2 separate regions of the Podarcis muralis genome follow, and region 1 is linked to region 2. Evidence: chromatin contacts called from public Hi-C data. All regions are on one chromosome and are shown on one strand. The core of a region is the stretch at or near the end of the contact, and the rest is flanking DNA. Distances in the headings are between cores, read along the strand shown.

What was found. Hi-C and Micro-C count contacts between places; a contact is called where the count stands out from the background.
Region 1: a Hi-C map of blood shows a contact between it and region 2, with 8 times the contacts expected there. The contact joins the promoter of LOC114598062 here to the promoter of ABCF3 in region 2. A contact is called at or near these places in 2 of 3 Hi-C or Micro-C datasets (blood and tail).

What each region holds. Positions count from the first base shown.
Region 1 is chr6:7,345,221-7,351,423 of rPodMur119.hap1.1, forward strand. LOC114598062 (mitochondrial ubiquitin ligase activator of nfkb 1-A-like) reads right to left here and starts at 3,221. Exons shown (of 5, transcript XM_028731713.2): 1 at 3,083-3,221; 2 at 1,327-1,462. The coding sequence starts at 1,443. ECE2 (endothelin converting enzyme 2) reads right to left here. Exons shown (of 19, transcript XM_028731712.2): 19 at 5,189-6,203.
Region 2 is chr6:7,051,210-7,057,929 of rPodMur119.hap1.1, forward strand. It overlaps ABCF3 (ATP binding cassette subfamily F member 3), which reads left to right and starts at 1,481. Exons shown (of 21, transcript XM_028731730.2): 1 at 1,481-1,638; 2 at 4,787-4,934; 3 at 5,222-5,301; 4 at 5,906-5,958; 5 at 6,370-6,467. The coding sequence starts at 1,563.

The DNA.
Region 1 (6,203 bases), core at 1,971-4,470, 300 kb after region 2:
AAAAAGGGGCATTTATCCACCCCCACTCTTCTGCTCTGGCCAGGGTGAGCCACAGGACTGCAGGTGTGGTGCTGGCTGTGCTTTTTGAATTTTAATTTATTTTAATTAATTTTGGGATGCATTTTAATTGACTGATTGCTTGTTTTTATGCTTATTGTATTATTTATATGATGTTAGCTGCTCTGAGCCCAGCTCCGGACGGGTAGGGTGGGGTACAAATAATTTTATTATTATTATTATTATTATTATTATTATTATTATTATTATTAGTCCATCAAGGGGTCAGGATTGTAGCCTTGAAAGGTCTCCGTCCAGGACCAAAGTGGCATTAAAGTAGGTATCAGGAGAGCCTCTTTAGAGACAGAGTTCCATAAACGGGGGGCCAGCACCAACAAGGCCATCTCTCTCATTGCCACCCAAGCCATGTAGGGCTTTAATGGTTAAAAGCAGCACATTGATTTGGTGCTGTGTGGCTTGGGAACTAATGGACCATCTCTCCCTGTACATTCCTCCCCATGCCCCAAGGTCATCAACGGCAGGGATGGGGAGCCTGCGGTCCTCCAGAAGTTGCTGGACTACAACTCCCATAGTTCCTAACAACTGGTCATGTGGGCTGGAGGTTATGGGAGCTGAAGTCTAACAAGATCTGGAGTGCCACAGTCTCTCTAACCCTGATCTATGCAGATTTTTCTGCGAGTGCCACCTTAAAAGCTGCCCAATTCACATTTCAAAACTTTTCTGCTAAATTTACACTTCAAAGCTACCCTGCTGGTTTAGGCCAAAAGCCCATCTAGCCAAGCATTCAGTTTCCAGCAACACCCTGCAAGTTGCTTGGCAGAATTCTACCCCCCCCCCCTGTGAATTTGACCAACCCCCTTCCAAAGCCATCAAAGCTCATGCCCATCCCAAAATCTCATGGTAGTGAATTTTGCTCACTTGGTGGAGCATGAGACTCTTAACCTCATAGTTGTGGGTTTGAACCCCACGTTGGGCAAAAGATTCCTATATATGAAGACTAGATGATCCTCATGGTCCGTTCCAACTCTACACTTCTATGCTGTGCAAAGGGATGCTATCTTGTGTCTGCCCTGAAGTGACAACCATTGGGAAACCCTTCTAACCACCCTGGGTTCTAGCACTCCACTCCCTCGAACTCCAGATACAATATGTGGATAAATACCAGACTATCATATAGTACTATCGTAAAGATGATTGAAGCATCATGGGAAATGCTTTGAATACTTGAGACAAGCTGTACAGATGCTAAATATCACTCTGATCTGTTCTCCCAAGAGCAAGGGAGAAGCAGGATGTGCAACAGCATACCTGGATCTTGGTCACCACCTTGGCCTTCTTCCTGTGTAGGTAATAAAAGAGACCAGAGAAGGCCAGGCTGGATCCTAAACACACCAGCTCTCCTGGTGTCAAAGGCAAAGTATCCATCAGAGCTTCTTCCTGACAGCTGGAAAAGAAGCGAAATCAGATACTGAGTTACATAGGAAGAAGGAAACACCTCTCCCACCTAGAGTGATTCTTGGACATGGAAGTGTCCAGAAACACGGAGAACAAGCACTGTCTGAATAACACCAGAGGAAGCTGCCTTCTACAGTCACCAGACCCCTGGCCCATGTAGCTCAGTGCTATCTATACTGACTTGGAGAGACCCAAGATCAAACATGGGACTCCCCCCCCCCATGCTATGTCTGCCTAGCCCTTTATAGATCTGTAAAATCACTTAGATTATCTGGGGAAATTCCACTCACGGCACCACTATACTATGAAATGCCCTTCCCTCTGTAATACATGAAGATCGGACCCACAAGGTCAGGTGCTGTTTTTATTCTCTAGAGCATCCACTTTCGTTTTTAGATGTTTCCTTTACTGCGGCTGTTTTTAGTGGTGTTTTTTTTTGGTGTTTTTTTTTGTTCTCATGATATTGCCTATCACTTTTATGTTGTACACACTGCTTGGAGATTTTTAAAGCAGTTTACAAGCACAAATAAATAAATAAATGCACTGCAAAACTCTTGCTGACATGCCGCCCTCCGCTTTATGCAGAAAGCTGGTCACATGACAAGGGAGGATCACCCAGGCCGAGATATGCTTTATCAAGTCTGAACAAGGAAGAAGGCAGTGCCAGATTGATTTTTCTGCAGAGCTTTGCTTGGCATCCTATGCTCTGGTCAGTGTCCCCTTCAGTTGTCCTGCTGATATCAAGGACACCCAAAGGGCAGTCTCTCCAGGATGAAAGCAGGATTTCTGGGAGGTGGACAGGAATGAGAAGTTCAGCACTACTGGTTCAACACCTCCATCTTTACTCCGCAAAACCACCTTAGACCGGTGACCTGCATTTCGTTCATGAGCCACATAAGACACCTTGGATTGCATTCTACAAAGTTCAACTCGGAGCAGAAATGAATGAGCCTACACAATGGTTAGAATGTGGAGTTATCCTGGGAGAGACCGGAGTTCAAATTCCCCACTCAGTCACCAAGTTCCCTGGGCTAGTCATTGTCTCTCAACCTAGCCTACCTCACAGGGCTGTTGTGAGGACGAACCAGAAGGGGGACAACCAAGGACGCCACCTTGACACCCCGGAGGGAAAAAGGTGGGATATAATTGTAAAATAAATAGGCTGGCTGCTGACTTCAAAGGGTGTACCCAGCAGGGCTGGCCTTGACGTGTGGAATAGAGAAATCTAACTGCTGCACCAGGAAACTACTTGCTCCAGAGAAGGGAGCAGAGGGCTGGTAGGCCCTGGCAGCAGAGGAGGGCGCCACAATGCTTGCCCACCCAGGGAAAGGGAAGCCCCTCCATGCCCAGCCCTGCCCCCCACCCGAAAAACACGTGCTCCGAGGCACCCACGCCCGCCCCCTCCACCCAACTCCGCGTCCAGGATCTGGGTTCAAATCCCGCCCCAACTCAAGCCACGAAGCTCGCCGGGCGACCTGACAGCCTGTCCGCCTAAGGAACCCACCTCGCAGGGTTGAGGTGGGAGGTGAAAGGGAAACGAGACAGGTGGGGTACAAAGGCGACGCCGACATGCAGGTGCAGGTACCCGGCGGGTCCCGGGCCCACCTACCTCCTGGCGCGAGAGCGGTCACCTCCATCTCCGCGGACCTCTTTCCCAGCGGAACCAAGCAACGCGCATCAGATCCCCGGCCGAGCTGCCCAGTGCGTTACACCCACGCCGCTCCGCCCCTCGCCGCGGTGGCACACGGGAAGCGAAGTCCAGCGGGCCTCGCGCCCTGGTGGCGACGCGGCGAGCGCCTCCAGCGACGGAGACTACGACTCCCGGCATTCTCTGCATCGCCCAATGGCAGGCATCGGCATACGGTAAGTACCTTCCGATTCGCTCCGGTTACCTGGGACTACAAATCCCATCAGGCATAGCGGCGAGCTCAGCAAGCATTTAAATGGCTTTGACAGCGATTTGGAGGCGTGGAAATGGACGAGGGCGACGGGAAGGTTATTTTTTACCTTGCCCGGAATTTACCCCGTTTATCCGAGCTTGCACCGTGGTCTGGCAGAGGAGTTTGTTGCATTTAATTATCCTTCACCTGCTAGAAACATTCCTGCTTTAGAAACATTCCTGCTTTAGAAACATTTAGAAACATTCCTGCTTTAGAAAATTGAGGTGGTTTTGATCTGCTTTAGCATTTCAATTTTTTGTATGTTTTTAAAGTACGCCTGCAATCCCCACCCCTTGTATTTTCTTGTCCTATTTATTTTTTTGTAAGCCCCTCTGAGGTGTTTTTTTAAAATGTACTGTCAAGCGGTGTATACATTTTATGAAATAAATAAAAACAAATAATAAATCAATTATTGTTAAAGCCATTCATATGCCAGTTTAATGTCATGCCCTCTCTTATTCTAGGCTGCATCAACAGAAGTGTTGTGTCAGGATTAAGAGCTCCCTTCAAACTATGATTCTATCTAGTTGAAATTAATGCTTCGCAGGTGTTTGGACTAAATGACCCTTGAGGTCACTTCCAACTTTACAATTCTGTGATTCTAGTGTTCCTCTATTCTGCCTTGGCCACACCCAGCCTGGAGTTCTGTGGCCAGTTCCGGGCACCCTAGTTCAAGAAGGGTGTTGACAAGCTGGAAAGTGTGCAGAGGAAGGTGACCAAGATGATCAAGGGTCTGGAAACCAAGTCCGATGAGGAACGGTTGAAGGAGCTGGGTATGTTTAGCCCGGAAAAGAGGAGACAGAGGTGACATGATAGCCTTCTTCAAATATCTGAAGGGTTGCCATTTGGAAGATGCAGCAAGGGTAGGACCCAAACCATTGGATTTGAATGACAAGAAAGGAAATTCTTACTAAACATTAGAAAGAACTTTCTGACTGTAAGAGCTGTGGTGGACTGTCCTTCATTGGAGGCTTTTAAAGAGAGGTTAGATGGCCATCGGTCAGAGATTCTTTAGCTGTGATTCTTGCCTTGCAAGACCCCTTACAACTCTACAATTCTATGATTCTATGTACTCTGGAAAAGAAACATACCTAATAATCACTATAAGTAAAATAACAAAATATGGGTCTGATGCTGCATGCAGGCTACTGGTGTCATTAAACCACATAACTTGTAATGTTATGTGAGGAAGGATCCAGATAGATAACCATGGGATGCTGCAACACCCCCCCCCCCCCGACACACTCACCAGTGCAAAAATACCACTGAAGAGAGTGGGCATTTTCTGACCAAATGTGCATCGGGTATATGATGTCATTGACTATCACCATTATCCCACCCCTTTCCTGCCATTTTTTCTTACCACAAAAATTCCTTCCTCCTCACTTTTTCGGGGGGAGCATGCTTGTTATTCAAGTGTGTCAAATCCACTTAAACTCTGCAACTTAAATTTGCCGGTATATGACTCACAAACAGGGACTGGCTGGAAATGACCTAAGGCTCTACCTACTGTAGAGCAATGCCTACTAAGCATGGCCATAGCTGAGTGATAAAAGCATCTGCTTTGTGATACAGGAGGTCCCAGGTTTCCAGGGCTGGGAAAGACTCTGGAGAGTCACTGTCAATCTGTGTGGGCAACATTGAGGCCGATTGTCTAGGGTATGCTCCTTATCCCAATTTCTAGCCTAAAAGCAGGAGGCTGTGTTTGCTGTTTCATAAACCTTCTCTCTCCAGATTTCATTTTTCACCAGACATTATCCAGGACCACTTTGAAATAACCAAGCGGAAAGTGCTTTTAATAATTAAATACACCAACAGCATCCCCCCCTCCCCAACACACACACACACATACATACACACACACACACATTCTAATCCAAGGCACTATTCCCCACCAAGCTCGATAGATGGGAAGCAAAAGTTTGGAAAACCTCTAAGCTAAGCTAGTTTTGGACCGGTAATGATCCTGGAAAAGGGGTGAAAGGAAACATCTCCGAAGTGATCTGGTGGGTCCCTCCCTCTCCCATCTCTCCTGGGATCAGTCTCCTTAACGCCCAGCTTCTGCATGGATTCGTGTGCTTTCAACAAGGTGGTCTGGATCTGCCCAAGGGATCTGGTGGCAAGAGGTGGGGATTTCTCTTTGCGAATGAGTGGGGTGCTTGGTAGGTGCAACACTAGCCAGAAAGAGGCTCATCATTCCACAGTGATTTGGGTGGGATTGTGCGCACGCGTGGGTGGTGCGGCACCTCCCTCTGCTGCACAATACCGGCGCCATGGCGCCATAGCCCAGGCTAGCAATAGAGGAAGGTGTCCTATGGCCAGACGCTTGCTGCTGCTTTGGATATTTGACTTTGTAGGAAAATGGGAGAGCCACGTCCCTGCACTCGCTGTTGCGGCCAGGTGCCCATACTATGGTAAAGGTAAAGGTAAAGGTACCCCTGACCATTAGGTCCGGTTGCGGACGACTCTGGGGTTGCTCGCTCATCTCGCTTTACTGGCCGAGGGAAGCGGCGTTTGTCCGCAGACAGCTTCCAGGTCATGTGGCCAGAGCAGCCCACAGAAATGCCGTTTACCTTCCCACCGGAGTGGTACCTATTTATCTACTTGCACTTTCACGTGCTTTCGAACTGCTAGGTAGGCAGGAGCTGGGACCGAACAACGGGAGCTCACCCCGTCACGGGGATTCAAACCACCGACCTTCCGATCAGCAAGCCCTAGGCTCTGTGGTTTACACCACAGCGCCACCCGTGTCCCCCATACTACGGTATAGGCATACAAATCCTAGCTACA
Region 2 (6,720 bases), core at 231-2,730:
GAATCCCAAACTGGAATTAAGATTGCCGGAAGAAATATCAACAACCTCAGATATGCAGATGACATAACCTTGATGGCAGAAAGTGAGGAGGAATTAAAGAACCTTTTAATGAGGGTGAAAGAGGAGAGTGCAAAATATGGTCTGAAGCTCAACATCAAAAGAACGAAGATCGTGGCCACTGGTCCCATCACCTCCTGACAAATAGAAGGGGAAGAAATGGAGGCAGTGAGAGATTTTACTTTCTTGGGCTCCTGCATGATCACTGCATATGGTGACAGCAGTCACGAAATTAAAAGACGCCTGCTTCTTGGGAGAAAAGCAATGACGAACCTAGACAGCATCTTAAAAAGCAGAGACATCACCTTGCCAACAAAGGTCCGTATAGTTACAGCTATGGTTTTCCCAGTAGTGATGTATGGAAGTGAGAGCTGGACCATAAAGAAGGCTGATGGCCGAAGAATGGATGCTTTTGAATTATGGTGCTGGAGGAGATTCTTGAGAGTCCCATGGACTGCAAGACGATCAAACGTATCCATTCTTAAGGAAATCAGCCCTGAGTGCTCACTGGAAGGACAGATCCTGAAGCTGAGGCTCCAAGACTTTGGCCACCTCATGAGAAGAGAAGACTCCCTTGAAAAAACCCTGATGTTGGGAAAGATTGAGGGCACAAGGAGAAGGGGACGACAGAGGACGAGATGGTGGGACAGTGTTCTCGAAGCTACAAACATGAGTCTGACCAAACTGTGGGAGGCAGTGGAAGACAGAAGTGCCTGGCGTGCTCTGGTCCAGGGGGTCACGAAGAGTCGGACAGGACAACAACGTACGTTATCAAATTCAGGCTGTTGCTGCCATCTGGTGGCCTAAATGGAATATGCCAAAACGTACTTATTCATATTAAAACAGTACATACTGGGAGTATCATTCAGTGGACCATAGGGGTTGCTAATTTTGTTGTTTGCCTTACCTCGCATGCAGTGCTATTAGAGCAATATTTCCTAATCTTCCAAAAGCTGACTCTTCTGAATTAAAATCACACACTTCCTTCTTTACACCCCGCCCCCCAAAAGGTTTGCTTTCAGTGTAGAAGAGCTACCCATTCAGAAAGGAGAAAACAGAATCATAGAATCGTTCTAGAGTTGGAAGGGGTCTCCAGGGTCATCTAGTCCAACCCCCTGCAATGTAGGAATCTCAACCAGGTCATGCACGACAAACGGCCGTTTAAACTTTGCTTTTTAAAAACCTCCAAGGAAGGAGAGTCTACCAGCTTCTGAGGGACTATCCTTGCAATGTAGAACCACTCTTACTCTCTTCCACCCTTTGGGCCTAGGATATTGCAGACATGGAAAAGGGGGCCATTGGTTGCGTTTGGAGTTGGATGAGAAATGGGGAGAGGAAGGCCCCGATCCTTTTCTCTGCCCCTCCTCTTTCCCAGGGTCCTTTGCGCCCGGCTGCTCTCCTTCCTCCCAAGAATGGACTACATTTCCCATCGACCACCGCGGCGTCGGCCTCGGAGTCCGAAGGCTGCATCCGGGCTCCGAGGAAGGCCCAGAGGCCGGGCGGCGATGGCGGCCTCCTGCGCCGAGATCCTGCGGAGGGAGTTCCCGGAACTCGACGGGGAGATGTTCGATTACGTGACCGGTGCGGCTGAGGCGAGGGCGAAGCGGGGGGGGGGGGCTGGGCTGCGGGCGGGGGGCGTCTTTCTCCTCAGCACAGCCGGGACCAGCCGGGCTCCCTCAGCGTGGCTGTCCCCGGCTTCCCTCCGCAAGGCTGAGGTGGCCATGCTGAGGGAAGGGGGGCGGCGGGCGGCGCGAGGAAGCGAAACGGGTCCTTGGCCCTCCGCTCCTTCTTCGCCTTTGGCCTCCCCTCGTGTCGGCTGTATGGGATGCGAGGCCCCCAGGCGGGTGTGTGTCATGGGCGTAGCCAGGGCTTTTGGTAGGGAGGGGGGGCAGGACTTCGTGGGGGGGGGCACAACCGGCGTAACTGGTCAATTAGTTATTTCTATTGTTTTACTTGATGGGGGGGGCAAGTGCCCCCCTCTGCCACCACCCCCTTAGCTACACCCATGGTGTGTGTGTGTGTGTGTGTGTGTTATCTGGAACGAAGGTCCCAGGTAATGACACCCATATATCATATATTTCATTCTCATATATATATATATATGTGTGTGTGTGTGTGCGTGTGCGCGCATATCAATATCCATACATATGTGTGTCTATACATATACACATGCATATACACACACAGTAGTCACACGATTGCTCAAACTGCCACAAGGCTTCTTAAAGCTGGAAACATGCTTTATAAAACGTGCCCACCCCCTTGCAAATCTCTCTTTCAATAATAATTTTAAAAACCTTTCTGCATCCCAAGAACCTTTGCTGCTCCTGCACATTGCCTACTCAGAAGTAACTCCTGTTTGGTTCAGTGGGCAATCCAAGGAATCAAGCGCCTTCTCCCCAAATTTGAGCCTAAAGAGACACTTGTGGTTCAGGCTGAGGGCCTGTCAGCCACCCAGTTTAACAAATCAGCAACGCCACCTACCTTGTTTGGAAACCAGTCAAGTGACAGATATATATATATATTTCAATGAGTTAATTGGGCGGGGGGGGGGTTGAGGGGGTCTCCAAAGATAACGGCAGACTTGTTGTTAAATGACAGGCAAGAAATTATTATTGCATACTGTACAGTATTTATTTTTCCTTGGGGCTCATGACAGCTTGCATATAAAAATGAGAACCGCTAAACGAGAACCATGAGGGGGAAATCATTTTAAAAACCAACGCTATTAGAAGTAGAATATATATACAGTGGTACCTCGGGTTACATACGCTTCAGGTTACATATGCTTCAGGTTACACACTCCACTAAGCCAGAAATAGTGCTTCAGGTTAAGAACTTTGCTTCAGGATAAGAACAGAAATCGGGCTCCGGCGGCAGCAGGAGGCCCCATTAGCTAAAGTGGTACTTCAGGTTCAGAACAGTTTCAGGTTAAGAATGGACCTCCGGAACCCGAGGTACCACTGTACAAGTAAAGTATATATGGTAAAGTAATATATGCATACATATATGTGTGTGTGTGTTTGTGTGTGTGTGCTATATGTATATGCTTGGAAAAATCTATTGGAACCATGCAAACAATCATAATTAAAAACAGTACAGCACCAGCCCTTTGATTGAAAGTAGTCAGTTCCTAAAAGCCTGTTTGAACAAAAAAGTCTTCACCTGCCAGCTTCACCATTTTCAGCCTGAGGCGAGCACCCAAGGGCCACATACCAGTGGTGGGGCAGGCCAGAGGCAAAAGTCGGCAGAGCAGAAAATAGATCATGGGCTGCTTATTTAACAGGCTTTAGTCTTAGGTCAGTGGTTCAGGATTTCTATCCAACTAGACATGTTTAAAGGAAGCAAACTTTACTCTTATTTATTTCAGTTTCAGCCCTGATCCTAAACATGCTTATGTGGAAATAAGCCCAATAGATTTCAACTGGATTTACATCCAGATAAGTCGTCGTCGTCTTCTTCTTCTTCTTCTTTGGCGATCATAAGTATGCCTAGTGTTGCAGCTTTGATACATCACCTCATCTCTGCAGCCTTGAATCCATTCTTTCCCTGATTGGGACTCAGAGTTCCAGAATGATGAAACATTTTGCCTGTTCTTTATCCTCCTACTTCCTTTCTCCTTTCCTTTCAAGGTCTAGGAAGGTATTTTTCTGGGAAACCCTCACAGGGTATGGATCAGCCCAAGGCCCAGAGGCTGCTTCACAAACTGAGGTGTGGTGTGTGGGCAACATTGTATGAGGGAAGAATAAATCGCATGGTTGACCCCACCCCCATTACAAACCACATAGTCAAGATCACACTTGTTTCTCTCTGGATTAAGTAACTTTTCTTTTCCCAAGCAGTGTCACAGGAAGGATCATAGAATGATAGAAGCGTAGAGTTGGAAGGGACCACGAGGATCCTGTAGTTTAGCCCCATGCAAATCAGGAATCTTTGGTCCAGAGTGGGGCTCAAACCCACGACCTTAATAAATTGAATTACTGCTTACTAACAGACTTGAGTCTTAGGTCAATGGTTCAGGATTTCCATTCAGCAAAAGTGTATATCCACCTATGCAAATTTAAGGGAAGCAAACTTTAATCTGCAATACCCAGCTATCCTCTTTCTCTACCCCTTTCAAGTCATGAAGAGTAAGTTCTGTGGCCATGTTGTTCAACTAAAATTGTTCTCCCCCAAATAATAATCTGTGAGAAGCTCTCAGCAACACTGGCTAGGCAGGATAGGATTGGAGAAGCTTAAAGACAGTAAGACCTCCTTCCTCAGGCATTTTCACTGAAAAGGTGAAGAGGGAAGTATTTTACTCATATCCCAGTTGCTTGGGGATTTTCTCTTCCTATCACTGGAAAACTTTGTCCGTAGAACATGAGACTCATCATCTCGGGATCGTAGGTTTGAGCCCCACATTCGGCAAAAGATTCCTGAGAATTCTGTGATTCTCTGAGATGAGCGATCATGAAACTCCCCTTGTATTCCCAAGCAACAATTTTGTTGTCTGACAGCACGGTGTGGGAAAGTTCATCCAACTAAAGGTTCTTTGGTCATGCAAGAGGTGAAGTAAATGTTTAGTTATTTATTTAAAAGATTTATGAACCACTCACATAAAATATCAGAGTATAAACTATGCGCCAGGTTGGAACGTTGGCCCTATTCTTATTGGTAGCTGACCAAGCCCAAAGGAACGGCAAGGGACTTGGCCATGCGTTAACGGTGCCTTGCATTCCTTTCACAGGGGTCCTGCACAGCGGCAGCTCAGACTTTGAGTCAGTGGATGATCTGTTTGAAGCGGTCGGGGAGCTCTTGCAAGATGTGGCCAGAGACTCGAAGGACGATGAGGACATCCGTGCTATCTGCCAGCGGATGTACAACACTCTCCATATGTATGCTCCCTTTCACTGATACTGAGTGGGTGAGGCAGAGGGGACCAAACAAATGGCAATAATGCAGCCAGTGGGGATCTAGATTATGCAGAGATTGCAGGGCTCTGGCAGCTCCTGGTTTTAGGCATGTTTCCTTTTCTATTGCTTTCCCAGGGTTTGAGGGCAGGATATTGGACTGTGTGACTGTTGTTTTCATCGTATGAGGCTGTTTCTGTGAGAAGTATTAATAGTGACTGAGAGAGAAACTTTTTTTAGGGCCTCTTAGCTAATTATCTTGTGTCTGGCAGGGACAGCGAAAACTCCCAGGGTAGCAGGCAGGTGCTCCTGGATGCCCCCATTCAGCTTTCGAAGATCACAGACAATTATGGTGAGTAGCACTGGCAGAAGGGCCTGTCGCATCTGGGCTCCCCTACTGGATCAGACCAGGGATCCATACAGTGGCTGGCTAGATAGTGGTGCATGAAGGCAGTAGCTTGCCTGCCCCCCTCCCCTGTCCACATGCAACAGGAGGTATACTGTCTTTAGATCTGGAGGTTCTGTTTAGCTGTCATTGGATAGTAGTTGTTGATCAGTCTTCTGTTTAATTTTGAATTTTTTTAAAAAAAAATTTAAGCCTCCTAAGCTTATTATAATTCTTTGCTGCAGTAAAATTTGGCTCCTGCAGCCAAACTGGTTTTAAATGCATTGCTCTGTTTTCCTTTGGACCACATCAGTGAGGCTGGGAAGCCCAGGATCTCCATACTCATTGCCCAGACTTCCACCCTGGAGAGGTCACTTTGACTCTGCTAATGCAGCGGTTTGACTTTACTGCCAAAGGTGTACTCCATTGTCTCTCGACAGACAGGTGCCAACAGTGCAACAACAATACCAACTACGGTGCTTTATTAAGCAGGGTACAGTGGAGGAAGGGACTGTATTGGTGCTGAAGCTCTTGTAAGCAGCATTTTCACTGCTCTCTTGCTTGATTTCAGATTCTGGCATGGATGTGCTGCCAGGGCTGATGTTGAAGAGAGATCAGAACTCGGTAAGCGAACCAGAGCTGGAGGGTCAGTTGACTCCAAGCTGCTGAGCCAGCTAAGGCTATATTGTTAGGGTAGCAAGGACCCCTTTGCTCTCTAAGGGGTGGCCCACATGGTCCCTCCAGGTGTTGCTGGACTGCAGCTCCCATCATCCCTGACAATTGGCCATGCTTCCTGGGCTGATGACAATTGAAATTCAACGTTCGGAGGACACCACCTTGCTTACCACTGGCATATTGCATCCTGGCTTCCTCTGTCTCCCTCTGCTCCATTTCAGTCCATATATTCCATTCTGCAGTGTGCTGCAGTTGGGTGGAATGGGAGGTAGCATAACTGTGCTGGGGGCGGGGGGGGGGCACAACCTAATCCCAGTGACTCAACCTCTGATGCTTCTTTCTCCCTCGCTTGCACTGCAGATAGTGAATGCCAAGAAGCTGGAGAAAGCAGAGGCTCGCCTCAAAGCAAAGCAGACTAAGAAGCAGGACCGAGATTCTATGAAGTCTGGAAGCCCATTGTGAGTGAAAAGTCTTATCAGCCTTGAGCAGGGAGGGCATGGTTCCTGCTTCTCAGACCCCACGGGAGATTCCTAGGAGGCTGGCAGCAAAGACTTCAAAATTCCTGGAGCTGGATACCGTAGACATGTGCTAAAATTGTGCTGCCAGAGCTGGTTATCTTGCCTTGCATTTTTTGGGTAGACTCAGCTGATCAAAGGTGCTTGCAGAGAGCGCTGTGTGTTGGAGCAACAAGTACCTCACCAAGGGCTTTGC